Linked DNA regions of Rattus norvegicus: region 2 is linked to region 1. A link is a contact called in public Hi-C data. All regions are on one chromosome and are shown on one strand. The core of a region is the stretch at or near the end of the contact, and the rest is flanking DNA. Distances in the headings are between cores, read along the strand shown. Region 1 overlaps Setbp1 (SET binding protein 1). Region 2 holds the start of Setbp1 (SET binding protein 1).

Region 1 (4,396 bases), core at 1,183-3,682:
GTCTATGCAGGAGGAAGAAAGAGGAATGAATGGTGCACCTGAGGAAGGACTTCCGGACTCTCAGCACTCCATAGTCCCCGAGCAAGGGCCGTGTATAATTGTCAGCCCTCATCTAACTCAAACACTTAGACCTAAATGATGCTGTATGAGATGATTTTTCCCTTCAACAGTACCACTGCCTATATGCTTGAGTGGGAGCTAATGAAGGGCTATTTCGTTTGGCTAGTAAAAGTGATGGTTCTGCACGTCTCTCTTCTCAGGTGTACAAGGCAAAAGTGGGCTGATCCAAACCATCTCCAAGAGATAGACTAGAGAGGCATCCAGAATCTGAGAGCTCCTGGCAAAACAGGATATTCAGTCAAATTCAGAAGAGAGAGTAAATTACTGAGATGAAGAAGTACGGCTAGGTCGGCACTGCGTGGAAATGCATGCTCGGTGGAGAGGATTCGAGAATGCTTCAAGTCAAAGAAAGGAGAGTGGAAACATCCTTCAAGGAATCAAAAATGACTTAATGAAAGGGATGGGATCAGAGAAAGGAATTAGAGAAGGTGTAGTTTATGAACATGTAAAGAAGGAGGAGACATACACACTCACATGCATGGGCTATATATGTATACATGAACTCTCAGCCATCCCCTTAGAGGCCCAGAAGTTGTGAAACTCACAGAGCAATTATCTTTTGGCTGTGTGGCTGGACAACGGTGTGTGTGACTGAAGGACTCCTACGATTTTGCTACTGAATAAACCTCGAGGTCTTCCATCCCTGAAGCCTTTTTTATATTAAAATCTCTGGCGAGAGGAGATTCCCAACATCATTTCTCAATCCCCACTCCTACTGGTGAAGTGTGACTATGGCAAGCAGCTGAACCAAGAGAGAAGGGAGCCCAGAAGGGGAAAGTACACATGGTGTTTTTAACAGAAGAGGCCAGGACTCAGGAGCAGCCTATTAACAGAGTTCAAGTGACTTTTAATTATCAATCATGTTCTACTGCATCTTCTCAGAAAAGTCACGACTAGAGTGTTAGCAGGACACAGAAGCTCAGGCCTCGACATAGTCCACAAGAAACCGTGAGAAGAGAGGACATGTTGCATAAATGAAAAGAGAAGCCATGATGCATATTGTCAGGTCAGTCTTAAGGTTTCCCTTATAAAGCAAGGACTGTGTCAAACCTCCTAAGGTTTCTTCTAGTGCTCTATGTGCTTATGTGTTTGCAGCAAGCTAAATTATATTCTGGGGCTTCTGGTAAACACACACACACACACACACACACACACACAAACTCTCCTCTACACCAGGACTTTACAAAATCCACAGGGATCCTTTAATAAAAGCATGAGATTTTAGTGTACCCATTAAAAGCAAGAAGAAACATTAGGATACAAAAGCAGGTTATCACCAAGTGAGGAAGACACAGAGTTGCCTTGAAACAGCTCTCCTGCCTTGTTTTAGATAAAATTTTCTTCCAGGATATTCTTTTTCAGGTTTTCTACAACACCTAGGGTTCAATAAGCAACCACTAATTCTATATACCTTGAGGAAAGTGTGCGTGTTTTTAACATGATGCATACCTAACGTGAAGCTGAATATGAAACACCATGAAGAGGAATGTGTAGCATGGCAACCCGTGTTCTGTGACCCAAGCCAACTGTCTTAGCCTTCCTATCACACCCATAGCTTGCATGGCAATAAAATGGACAATGGCTCGTAGACTTATGTACGCATATTCACACCGTGCATCCATTAAATCCAATAACTGGTCCGTTTTGTTCTCTCCCAAGGCTTCTGTTATCACAACAGAACATGTCTCGGCCATGTTTAGGGGAGATGAATGGCTGCAGACAATCCACTAACCCCAGACTGAACTTCTTTGAAATCTTAGTAACCAAAGGAAGGATGCACAGATAAGGGAGAAAAACAATTATTCCAATAATAGGACATTAGTTCCCAAATGCCACTATCATTTTCCAACAAACCATGAGATGTCACTCTTGGGAGATGGGGTCACACTGTAGATAGACGCAAGGAGGTTTCTTCCAAAGAAACCACTCATGATTACGGGGGGTGAAGGGGGGATGAGGAGTTATGGAGAGGGGAAAAAAAGAGGTATGCCAAAATCGGGGGAAAATGATAATGAGAAATGAGGCAAAGCGGAAACATGGAAGTGAACAAAGGAAGATAATCAAAAAGTCAGGGGGAGGGAAAAGAAGAAGGGAAGAGGAGAAGGGAGAGGAGGAAAGAAAGCAAGGAGGCAAGGGAGAGGGAAGGGAGCAGGAGGGAGGAGAGGAAGGGTGGGAAGGAGAGGACAGGAGGAGGGGAAGGGAGGGGAAGAGAAAAGAGGGAGGAGAGGAGGTAGTGGAGGAAGGGCACACCTCTCAAGTAGCATCCACTGATACGATGCCTTCTAAGTCCACACCCCCGAGCACATTCTGTCCTGGCGATGTGACGAAGCTCAGGGCACAGGGGAGAACTGGCTATATTTAGTTCCACTGCTGTAACTCAAGTCAAGAGTGTTCATGGGGGCAGCTGCTGCGGTCTAGAGACGTTTTACTACCTACCCTGGAATAGCATGGTCAGAGCCAGGACCTCTGCACTACAGAGCTCCACCGTGTTTATATACAACTATACGACAGGGCAGCGTTTTGAACAAAACCGATCGGGCTGTTAACATAGTTTAATGCTCTGCTGTTTAACAGGACCGTTTTTTTTCGGAAAACCAAAGTCATCACTCTTGGTCTCTAACAATGTCCATCCCCCAATCCCTGAAAGCAAATATTGGCCTTTCCCTTATATGGTATGTTCTCTCCTGAGAACATTTCTGATTCTCTGGTCTTCGCTTCAAGTCCACAAAGGACCCTGTGCCTCGAAAAAAAAAATACTTTCTGGTGTCTACTCCAGTATTCTCAGGCTCAACTGACCCTTAGAAACTACCCACACATTTCCTGTTTTTTTGTTTTGTTTGTTATGTCAGAGGAGTAGGTTGGCACCCTCTGTACATGGTGTTGAGGAGAGGGGAGGCTTGTTTAATGGAGGACTGGCAAATGCCTTACTTATACCCCATGGCGAGAAATGCACAGCTCTCAACACCAAGAAAAGGGCTAAGTTGAACAATGGTTCAGAAGTGGAACTTGAACTAAAAAATTCCTGAGGTGAATGTGACTCCCTGTTGCCATACACTGTCTTGGTAAACTCTGGGACAAAGACCCTTCCTTCTTCAAGGAGACTCCGTTATGACAAGGGCTTGGCCAAGGCTCCCTCAGGTAGGATGAGGAGAGATGAAAGAAGTGTTTGGAGAGAAAGAAGCAGAATCTAAGACACTTGGAGCGATGTTTCAGAGAGACTCATTTCTGAAGAAGGAATAGAAGAGTTAGAAGAGAAACTAAGCCAGCATGTGCCTCATTTTTTTTTTTCATTGCATGGCACCAGACATTTAAACAACATTGAAGTTTCCAGCCCTGAGCCTTGGGCACAGACAGATTTCCCATAAGTAGTCCCTGAAACAAAGATCATCTGTGCGAAGTATGTTCCTAGAGGAAACCTCCTTATCTATAGAGCCCTGCTTCCACACAGAGAAGAGTGAGCAGAATGTAGCAAGGAGTGTGTCTGGGTCCTGGAAGTGTGGCCGCTTCTTCTACACATGGAAGGTCACAATGGTGAGAAAAAAAATGCATGGGTGCAAACGCACTACCCACTATCAAGAAGGTGAAGGCCGACTAGAACTTTGGGGTGATGGCCCTGGTTTCAACTGCTTCGAGGGGAGACGTCTCTGAGACAGCCATGTACCTACATGGCAAGTGGTTCTTTGATGCAGGCTCCAAATAGTTCTGTGACCTGCCTGCTTCTACCTTTCTATGCTCAACCATCACCCAAGTACCAGAACTAGGTGTCTTTATCTATCCCACTCAGTCCCCAAAGCGGCCTTAGCCACAGACCAGCAAGCACGGCACAGCCCTTCTCCAGCAGACTAGTGGTGAAATGGCTGAAAATACAGAAGCACCAGCCACTCTGAACCTCAGGAAGGAGAGGCCCAGTAGGAAGATGTTCGTCAATCATCCTTCGTGGCAGAAAAGAGCCAATAAGGAGGCACCTGCCAGGGGCACTGGAGGGTATGACCATTCCAGAGTTCACTGACTGGCTGTCCAATCCCTTTAACCCAATCTGGCTGAAGGGCCAACAGAAGAACATTCTCATTAGGATATGTAATGGATCATTTCCAGTGACCAGATGGTTCCCCATAAATACATTAATGACTTTATAGGCATGTCGCCTGGAAAGGGAACAGTTTAACCACCACAGTACGGAAAACTTACCTTGGGGGTTCTCTAAGGCCTTATTAAAGGGTACGTGTTGAAATCCTTCTCTTTCGTACACCCAATTGTCTCCATATCATGAACTTAA
Region 2 (4,396 bases), core at 797-3,296, 120 kb after region 1:
TGCTTTCAAAGGGGCATTCTCTGCTTTTAAGGGAATTCCTGCCTTTTCACAATCCCCAGCCCAGAAAGCACAAGAAAGAGACTCAAATCCACTGATTACGATTTTTTTTTTTTTAAGAGAAAAACTAACACACGGCCAGAACGCAAGCACACACCAACCTTCATTGGCTGGACCACTTCTCGCCTGTTCTTCTATTAACGACACGTTAGATTCTGATACATTTAACACCCCCCCTCCCAATCCAACTAGGTTACAATGTAGCTCTCTAGCTCCACTTAACCTGCAAGTTACAAAGAGAGGGGAAAAAATATCCTGCCGCCTCCCCACCCCTTTCCCTACCCCCTCCCTTTCCCCAGTCCACTTCACCAAAGCCAAACCCGCCAGCCCAGGCAGCCGGCAGCAGGACCAAGGGAGGGTGTAGAAGGAGGGGGTGGGGAGGGGATCAGATTAGCCGAAACTCAATAAGCTCCCAGCCCTCCAAGCCCCATGCTACCACCATCACCGCCACCAACGGGCTACTCCAGTTAAGTCAGCACCACTGGCGACCCACCAGCCGGCGGAATCGCGCCCATCCCCGCGCAGCTTCGCGGGGACCTGCATCCCGCCCCCTTGGCCGGGTCCCCCCCACCCCTACTCCAGCCCAGTGCAAAGTCAAAGCCCCGGCAAGGCGACGTGAACTTTTGCATGCATGGCACACACCGCCCCCGGCCCCGGGCGCGCTGGGCCCGCGGCGCGGCGGGAGGCTAGGCGCCCCAGCTCCCGCGCCAAGGTCGCCGCGCTCGCTCACCCATGTCCCGGCGGCTCCGGCTCCGCTGGCCCGGGCGCTCGCTCAGATTCCGCCTCCGGTCGCTCGTCCGAGCCCCCAAAGGTGCTGCTGCGGCAACTCCATAGCGACGAGCATCTGTCAAACGGCGACGCGCGGGGCGGGCCGCCCTCGCTCGGGGGGCGCCGGGGCCCCCGGGCGCGCAGGCGGCGGCGAGCGCCCCGGCCAGCCCCGCGCTTCCCGCCTGCCGCGGCCGCCTCCGCCGCGCCACCGATTTACGGAGAGAGATATCAAGGGGGAAAATGGCGTCTCCGGAGCCCGAGGAGTCCTGGAGTAATCACATTCACACACACGCCCGCCCGCACGCACACACACTCGCACACACTCGCACACAGGCGCGCGGCGAGCCCGGCTAATTTTAGCAGGAACCAAATATAATATACATATATGTACATATACATAAATATGCATATGTACATATATATTATTTAGATTTCCCCATCTCTCCGTTCAATGCTATTTTTTCCCTTTTCTCCAAAGGATGGATTGGAGGGTTACAAAATGTTGCCCGGCTGGGCTCGCAGGAGGCGGCGCGCCGAGGGCTGGGGCGCTTTTGCTGAGCTGTGCAGTTCGGTTCCCGGCGCCCGCCGGCCCTGCCGCCGCTGGTCCGCCCGCGGTCGCTACTGCCGCCGCCGCCGCCGCCGCCGCCGCTCTATGGCCGCGCCCGCCCCGCGCCCCCTCCGCGTCCCCTCGCCGCCCGCCCGCGTCCCCGGCGAGCGCTGGAGTGGGGTCGGGCCCGTGTGCCTGCCTCCCGCGCCCTCTCCGGAGTCCCGGAGTCCTACTGAAAGGAAGGGGGAGGGCGTGCGCGGGGGAGGGGGAGGATTGAAGCGGCCGCGCGGCGGAGCCGACGGGGACTGCCACCCCGCGATCTCTCTCGGAGGGGGCGCGAGAGCCCACACTGCTCGCCCCGCGAGCCCGGGCCGCTCCCCAGCCGGAGCCCAAGGAGGCGCAGCCAGTGAGCGGCCGACGACCTCTCTGTCCCTCCACCGCCCCCCTGGGTAGATTTCGGTCAATTGAAGGGATCTGGGTTCTTGCCGGAGGGGAAAGGAAAACAGTTCGGGGACGCGGATCGGGGACCCCTCGCCGCTCCGGAGCCCCTCCCGCTCCCCAGTGCCCTCGCGGCCCAGTAGCTCCAGCGAGTCGGAGTCTGCCGCGGAGACTGTGCGGCCGCGGGGACCGCCGCGGGCTGGGCGCCGGTTCCCGGGCTCAACACTGCCACTATCTGACACAACAGGAGCAGTGTTGGGGGGAGCTAGCTGCGTGAAGAGACGCGAGACGTGATAGGCTCTCCTAAATGGGTGCTCTTTTTTTTTTTTTTTTTAAACCTGGTAATTACATTTCACTTCCAGAGATTTATATTTTTTGTTAAGCTACTTGTTTGCATTCAGACGTTCACCAGCATCTCTCATTATTCAGTAGAACCGGACCCTTGATGAAGGCAAGGACCAGACAGGGATGACAAATGCACATTGACATACAGGGTGGCAGAAGTGAACAACATGAGAGCAACGTCTTCCTTTCTGACAAAATAAAATAAAATAAAATAAAATACGGCGCTGTTTCAAATCCCTCTGAGAATCTGTATTTGGGTTACAAGGGTCTTTCCAGGACAACTGAGCAATGAAACCCCTCAGGTTTCTATCGATGCCCTGTGACAAAATGAGGTGAATGTGATGGTTTTGGGGGGCACCTACAATGGATCTCTTTTAAACCTCCAGTAAAATGGGAGTTTTGAGAGGGTTCCTGGATCTCATGTTTTCTAAGAGTTTGGGGTCGTTTGGACTGACGAATGGAATGACCCAGAGGTGAGCAAGAGGGCTTCCTTTCACCAAGCCTACCAGCTACTACGGTCCTGCGTTAGTTGATAGTATGAATGCTACCACAGAACTACGCTCAGGCTACCCTTTTACCTGGAGTTTCCAAAGTGAATCAAATTGGTTTCACCGTGGTCTACTTCTCAGAGAACGGCTCTGTTTGGACACGAACTTTTCCCAAAGCTGTCACTGAAAGACTTCAGGGTAGCATTTCAACAGGTCTTTTATCTTCGTTCATATTGGGACGTTATTATTAATTATTTTTTTATAATCTTTAATTATAAAAAAAAAAGAGTAGGGTGGATAGACTGCTAAAGGAGACAGAAACCAAGGCACAGAAGCAAGGTCAAAACCAAACGTACTTTGGATCAAATGGCCGTGAGCTTGTGCTCCCAGACTTCTGAATCCTAGACCTAAACAGAACAGAATCTAAGTCAGTAGTAGCATCCAGTAGGTTTCCCGTCCCTTCTCAAAGGAGAAGGCCACTCAGAAATAGGAATGGCTTTCCCACCCTATATGGCTGGCAGATGTCATAATCAGAAGGGGGAGGGGAGCACGCTTCCTGGTTTGTGTACAGGGTCTTCTTTTCCATCCCGTGACTCCTCGCTTTGAAAGCAAATAGAAGAAACCTGTTCCTTCTTCCAAAATCCACTACAATAGCTCGTTAAGTATAAATGAGTGCAGAGATGGTGTTCACCTGGGAGAATACCTAGTGGACTTCCGTCAGCACAATGTTGAGGAAACGGTAGACTAGCCCAAGCCGTAGAATTAAAGTCACGAATGGACCCTATGTCCCTTGTCTTCTCACTGAGGGTTTCTTAAAAGCCTGTCTTTAGTTATGAGAAGAGAAAGAAGGGAAGAAGGCAAGAAGGGACATTCTTCCTTTGTCTTATCTATGTAGAGAAACTTTCACAGTCTCTTCACACGTTTTAATTTATGCTGGTGTATCACCTTATGAAAATAATGCTATGCAAATGGAATAATGGAGGAGTCATTGAAACCGAACCACTTTCCTGGGTTGTCGAGCTCTTGTTCTCATAGAACTTTCCCCAAATACTAGCTGAATGTCCTGACACCTCCCCTCATCTACTTCCGTAATAGGTCACCTTTGGATGGCCTCCGCACTAAAGCCTAGGGGAGCAAGTCTCAGGCCGACGGAGCAGTCAACGGGCAAACAGTGATGTGCAGGATTGAGAGAGGGTGATCGAGCAGCAGATGAGAACGCACAAGGCATGTGCCTTTTACACTTACACATCTTAATTTTCAGCATCGTGTGGTCAATAAGCTACTGTGTAGTGTAGAGGAGGCGCTGAAACCATGGATGCAGCTAGAGGTGCAGGCGGGCCACAGCACCAACCCTCTCATAGACTGCACAGCTGAGAGGGAACCATTGGCTCATTAATTCCTCTGCACAACTCAGTACAGGCAGACCAGAGATGAGATCCTTACAGGGCGTACAGTACACAGATGCAGAAGAGACGAGCAGGGGTCATGTCTCTTTAACACTGCTGCAAACTTACTGTTTTTGTGCATTTAACATACATATTTCTTCTCTTCTGTTGAACACCTCTCTCTCTCTCTCTCTCTCTCTCTCTCTCTCTTTCTCTCTCTCTCTCATGTATCTTCTCAACAAAATGTAAAATTCATGAGGACTGAGTTTTACCTTGCATGGACCTTGTTAGAAAACGTAAGTGAGGCTCTCTCTCCCTCTGACACCACCATGTAGTCACCTGGGCTGTTGTTTATGCTCTGGGCACCT

The links. A called contact is a pair of places that touch in the nucleus more often than the background predicts.
Region 2: a contact with region 1 is called in a Hi-C map of psoas muscle, with 2.1 times the contacts expected there. The contact joins the promoter of Setbp1 here to the enhancer-like site in region 1. A contact is called at or near these places in 2 of 12 Hi-C or Micro-C datasets (liver and psoas muscle).

What each region holds. Positions count from the first base shown.
Region 1 is chr18:74,707,054-74,711,449 of GRCr8, forward strand. All of the region lies in intron 2 of Setbp1 (SET binding protein 1), which reads right to left. Among named protein-coding and RNA genes, the nearest start is that of Setbp1, 120 kb to the right of the region's middle. Within about 2 kb of position 2,433, at least 8 of the 93 cell types and tissues checked have an H3K27ac peak or open chromatin away from gene starts, as enhancers often do.
Region 2 is chr18:74,825,409-74,829,804 of GRCr8, forward strand. It overlaps Setbp1 (SET binding protein 1), which reads right to left and starts at 2,047. Exons shown (of 6, transcript NM_001427626.1): 1 at 788-2,047. LOC120098177 (serine/arginine repetitive matrix protein 5-like) reads left to right here. Exons shown (of 5, transcript XM_039097295.1): 5 at 357-1,100. The coding sequence ends at 1,100.